2 separate regions of the Oryctolagus cuniculus genome follow, and region 1 is linked to region 2. A link is a contact called in public Hi-C data. All regions are on one chromosome and are shown on one strand. The core of a region is the stretch at or near the end of the contact, and the rest is flanking DNA. Distances in the headings are between cores, read along the strand shown.

Region 1 (2,700 bases), core at 33-2,532, 110 kb after region 2:
GGAACTCAAACCACGGGTGGCATCTTAAGCGCCAGACCAAATGGCCAACTCAGATTAAAGGTTTTTTTTTTTTTTTAATTATTTATTTATTATTTGAGAGAGAAGGAGAGAGAGAGAGAGAGAAATCTTCCATCTACTTGCCGGCTCACTCTCCAAATGCTCATAGCAGCCAGAGCTGGGCCAGTTCAAAGCTAGAAGCCTAGGACTCAATCTGGGCCTCCCCATATGGTTGGCAGGAACCCAAGTACTTCAGTCATCACCTGCTGCTTCCAAGGATGCGTATTAGCAGGAAGCTGGAATCAGAAGCAGAGCCAGGACTCAAAGCAAGCATGTAGGCATCCCACTGCGCCAAATGCCTGCCCCTAGACTAAAAGTTTTATTTCTTTATATTTAAAGATTTATTTGTTTTTTTTTAACTTTTATTTAATGAATATAAATTTCCAAAGTACAGCTTATGGATTACAATGGCTTCCCCCCCCCCATAACTTCCCTCCTACCCGCAACCCTCCCCTTGTTTGAAAGGTAGAATGAGAGAGACAAAGTGGGGGTGGGGGCAGAGTGTGTGTGTGTGTGAGAGAGAGAGAGAGAGAGGGAGAGAGAGATCACCAAATGGCCGCAACAGCCAGGGATGGGTCAGATTGCAGCCAAGAGCCAGGAACTCCATTCTGGTGTCTCCCACATGGGTGGCAGGGGCTCCAGTACTTGGACCATTATCCACTGCCTCCCCAGGCACATTAGTAGGAATCTGCACTGAAGTGGAGCAGCCGGGACTCAGTATGGGATGCCAGCATTGCAAATGTGGCTTAACCTGCTGTGCCACAACTCTAGCCCTCAGACTAAATGTTTTAAATTCAAGTTTCATGGCCCTGTAGTCAGCCTTTGGGGGGGGGGGTGTTCATTAAAATATCTCCATTTCTCCACTAGAAACTGATGTTGCTTTCTGCAGGATTGTTAATTTGTAGTTATAGTTACTGCAGGCTGAATGAGTTAAGAAAATGCCACCTGCTGTAACTAACACCAGCATTTCAGTGGCTGAACACAATACTTGTAGAATGATAGTTTATTCTCTGCCCATGTAATAATCCCATGAACGTTTTGACAAATTAGTGTGCAGTTACATAGGGACCCAGCTTCTCCTCACTCACAGTTTTGCTGTCCCTTAGTGGCTCAGAATTATTTGCTTGCCTGTGGAAGGACAGGGTAGAGAGGACACAGGAATATCTCAGGACAGAGGTGACACATATCTGATCTGGTTCTAATATGGGGACTAACCACATGACTCCCGCTGAGGCAGTGGGTTGTGGGAAATGTAGTTCCTGGCTGGGCAGCAGCAACCCCATGTCCTGAAAAGGAAACTGGAGTCTTTGGTGGATACCACACACTTCCAGGAGCCATGCCACTCACTTGTTTGTTTATTTTCTAGCTGAGGAAGAGATCAAGATTTCCAGAGCCGGGATCCCTAAGAACTCTGAGTTATTTTCCGAAAACCTCAGGTACAGGCATACATCATTGTTTAGGGAGTAGATCACAAACGATTGCTGAATTTGACCCTCGAGCAGAAGCATCTGTCTGGTTGCTACTATTGGCCTCTTGGGTCCTAGTGGGCAAGTATGGGGGTGGGTGCATGGCCAGCAGTCTCTACATTGGGTTTTAGCATCTTGCTCTTTTGTTAGTTTTTAAAGCTTTTTTTCCTATTAAAAGCTGCCAGTTGCTCTTTGGCTAGTTTTTAAAGACATTTTCATATTAAAGGCCATACTGTATCTACCGGTTACTACCACTCTATGTCTGCATTTGAACAGCCCTGAAGAAATAGGGGAAAGGATCTTAGGGTTCTTTGACGTCATCCTAACGAAAATGAAGACGTCGAAGGAAGACATCATCCCTCTGGAATCCTGCCAGTGTGAGGAGATCCTAGAGATTGTCATCTTGCCTCTGGCCCAGCATTTCCTGGCTTTGGGAGAAAACAACAAGGCCTTGTATTACTTCCTAGAAATCACATCTGCGTATCTCACCCTGGGCGACAATTACATGGTAAGCTGTGCCTACTGCACCCCAGAACGTGCACCCACAGAGCCCCAAGGGAAGTTCCAAGGTGGCTTCATCGCTGCACGTCCTCACTTCCTGCCAGGCCCCTTTCCTGTGACGATCACATTGCTCGGAGGGGGAAATGATCTCAGACTCAGAAAAGGCAGTCGGGAAGAGCCACATTTAAAATACTGCTGCCTCGGGAACCTTGCCATGAGCCAAGGGGTCATATCTCATTCCCCAAATGATACAGGGAGACTCTGAGTGGCAGTGCGTCAGGTCTAAAATACCCTCCCTCAGTGACATCCGGGGGCACTTAGCCTCTGTCGTCTCCAAATACCCGTGAGCACGCAGTCCTCTTTCCAACAGTGCACAGCTGGTTTTAGTCTTGCGATGTCCCCAAGAGGCACACCCATTTTTCTCTTCACAAGATCTGTGCCCAGTTATCACACGTATCTGTACACCAGTGAAGCACGTGACTGTTTCTCTGTGGTAATTGTGAGTCAGGTGCCAGGGCAACACGCCCCTAGCTATGAGAGGATTGGCTACCATGAGGGGTCTTCAACGAGTTCACAGAAAATTCGTGTTATGAAAAAGCCAACTGCCAAACTTGTGGAGTTAACTGGGCTTGGGAAGGCACAGGTTTTAGAAAGTCGGCCCCCAGGGCTATCCACT
Region 2 (2,701 bases), core at 44-2,543:
GCCCCGCCCAGCCGTTCTCGCGAGATAACGACCACCCCCGAGATTGAGGCCGCGGTGCGTCACGGCTGCCCTCACCCAGGAAAAGGGGCTTCAGGCCACTCTAGCCAAGCTCTTAATTCTCTATGGATGGAAGAGCAGTAGAGAAAGAAGCCGCTGGGAGGTGTAGTCTCGTTCACGCGTCTCGGGTCAAAGGAAGCCAAGAGCTGATGTGCGGCGTCATCTTTAGTTGGGGCACGGAAGGCCCGAAAAGCCCATTTTAACTACGGGCCTCCAATAGTCCGAGCGATGGGGCATGAGAGAGCGAGTGCAGCTTCACTTTCCCTACTCCAACATGGCTTCGAGGGCAGGAAGGAGAAGGCGGAGGGGCCCGCTCGGCCCCGCCCACACGGCGGGGCGAGCCAATCGCGGCGGGCCGCTCCTCCTGCGCAAGCGCGCTGCCGGCGGGGCGCTGGGCGGCCTCGGTGAGGCAATCCCTCTGACACCTGTTGCCATGACTCCTCCTCCCGCTCCCTCCGCGGAGGGCAGGAGGCGGGCCTGGGCGGGCTGTCCCGCAGCCTCCGCCCCCTGAGCCCTCTCCGGGCGCGGGCCGCTGGCTGGTTTGCCCGGGGGCAAGCGAGCCGCGGCGAAGGGCACCCTGGTGGAAAGCGGACGCGAGGCGCTGTGGCAAGGGAGAGGGACGAGCTGCCCTTCGTTGTCAGCCAGGAGCGAGGACACAGCAACGCTCCCATCCGGCTGCCCGCGATCACTCGGCGGCCGACATGTCAGCCGCCGGCGCCCGAGGCCTGCGGGCCACCTACCACCGGCTCCTGGATAAAGTGGAGCTGATGCTGCCCGAGAAACTGAGACCGTTGTACAACCACCCGGCAGGTAATGGCCCCAGCCTGGCTCCCCCACGAGACCTTTTCTCCTCCCTCCAAAAGGCGCCTTTCAGAGACCCGCCGGTACCTGTGCTGCTGGCGACATCCCGCAGCGCCAGCCCCTGTCCGCCCTCTGCGTTTCACCTTCTGTCATCCCGCGGCTCCCCCGACCGCGGGAGGCGTGCAGGCGGCGCCCTTCCGGACCTCTCTCTCTGTGGCGCCGCTGCAGCCCGGCCCCGGCCTCCACATCTGGCCGCCTCCACGCCGGCAGCCGCGGGAGAGCCTCGCCTCGCCGCGCCGCCGTGGGCCCCGCGCGCCGCGGTGTGGGAGTGTCGCCCCGCAGGGTGCGGAGCAGAGGTCGTGGGCCCGCGTGCCTCAGTCTGCCCCCAGGTGTGCCGGTCGGACCCGGGCGTGAGTCCCCTTTCCCGTTTGCCATAGGTGTGACCTTGGGCGGAATGGCAGATCTCTGCGCGGTGGATGCGGGAATGCCACGCTCCGCGTTCACTCTCCTGTCCCAGTGGGAAACAGGGTGCCCGTGGCTGAGCGAATAATGCCCACCCGGCTCTTTATTTCAGACCTCTGTATCCTGAGGTCTCCCCCAAGCTCAGCACACGAGAAACTGTGTTTTGAATGGGAAGATGGAAGTGCCCCCCTCCCCAAAAGTGGCTTTCCCCCCTGCTTGGTAAATCTATAGTCCCCAGTCGGTGTCCGGGGTCCCCCCCGCTTCTCTGACTCCGCAGCCGCCCTCCGGAGTCTGAGCTAGTTACTAAGTCTGATTTCCAGTTAGATAACGAAGTGAACTACACCTTCAGACCGTAGCTTAACCCTTAATGTTGCCTACTGCAAGACGAAATACACCATAAAACGGCTCTTCACGGGGACATGGTGATTAATGAAGTTCATTTACCTCTTAGTTTTTTTATATAGCAGTCGATTTGGGGGGATAGTGCTGTGTTTTGTGGCCAAGGTTTTTCAGAGGGAGGATTGGGCTCTGCTTCGTAATCATCAGGGCATTACGGAGTCCTCTGAATAGTGTGGAGTTAGCTCCGACCTTCCTAAGCTCTGGGTAGAGGAGAAACAGTTCTGAACACCTTAATAGGGAAAGGGAAGGTAGTCTCCATTGTTCTTGTCCAAAGGCTTCGCTTGTGGCTGCCTGTAATTTTTGCTTGGAACACTTGCTCCACTTTCAGAATAAGAGCAGATTGTGTGCATTTCATCTGGGCACACTTGGGTTGGTCTGGGTATTTTAATCCCATTTCAGTGTGGTAGAAGGAACACAGGCGTAGAAACCAAACAGACCTAGGTTTGAGTCTTGGCTATGTGACCTTGACCTTACATTCCCAAGTCTTAGTTTTCTAGTCTGTAAAATGGGGATGATAATTATGACCTTTTAAGGACTCTCTCGCAAGGGTTCAGTGATATGGCTGTCATGCTTGCACTTTCACTGGCAACAAAAGTTAATTCCTCACTGCAGACTTATGTATGCTGAAGAGTTGTAGGCACTCCAATTTTTTAAATAAAGAAGTATGATAAAAATAACTGCTGACTCATTGGTATTGAGTAAAATCTGAGGAAATGCTAATTATTGCTCCAGTAGTTGTCCAGAGTGAATATTTAAGGATTTTGCATACTGTTTTACATAACAATGTTTGCTGTTGAATCATTGTTTAAACTTGAGACTAGATTCACCTATCAGGCATTTTTAAAGGATATGCTCCCCGCCTAGTAACTGAACTCCAACCTCATTGTCAAGGTTTTTTTCCTTCAAAATTGTGCTTAAAAACCCCAGTGCCTCGGGGCCCTTTGGGTTTTTTTCCTCTCTTGGAGCCCCCCTCCATGCCACT

What was found. A called contact is a pair of places that touch in the nucleus more often than the background predicts.
Region 1: a Hi-C map of psoas muscle shows a contact between it and region 2, with 3 times the contacts expected there. The contact joins the enhancer-like site here to the promoter of DCAF6 in region 2. A contact is called at or near these places in 2 of 6 Hi-C or Micro-C datasets (liver and psoas muscle).

Annotation. Positions count from the first base shown.
Region 1 is chr7:30,901,224-30,903,923 of mOryCun1.1, forward strand. ADCY10 (adenylate cyclase 10) reads left to right here. Exons shown (of 33, transcript NM_001082153.1): 22 at 1,424-1,493; 23 at 1,800-2,031. Among named protein-coding and RNA genes, the nearest start is that of ADCY10, 76 kb to the left of the region's middle. Within about 2 kb of position 1,283, at least 2 of the 8 cell types and tissues checked have an H3K27ac peak or open chromatin away from gene starts, as enhancers often do.
Region 2 is chr7:30,796,195-30,798,895 of mOryCun1.1, forward strand. It overlaps DCAF6 (DDB1 and CUL4 associated factor 6), which reads right to left and starts at 1,294. Exons shown (of 22, transcript XM_070077388.1): 1 at 946-1,294. It overlaps MPC2 (mitochondrial pyruvate carrier 2), which reads left to right and starts at 451. Exons shown (of 5, transcript XM_002715737.5): 1 at 451-867. The coding sequence starts at 759.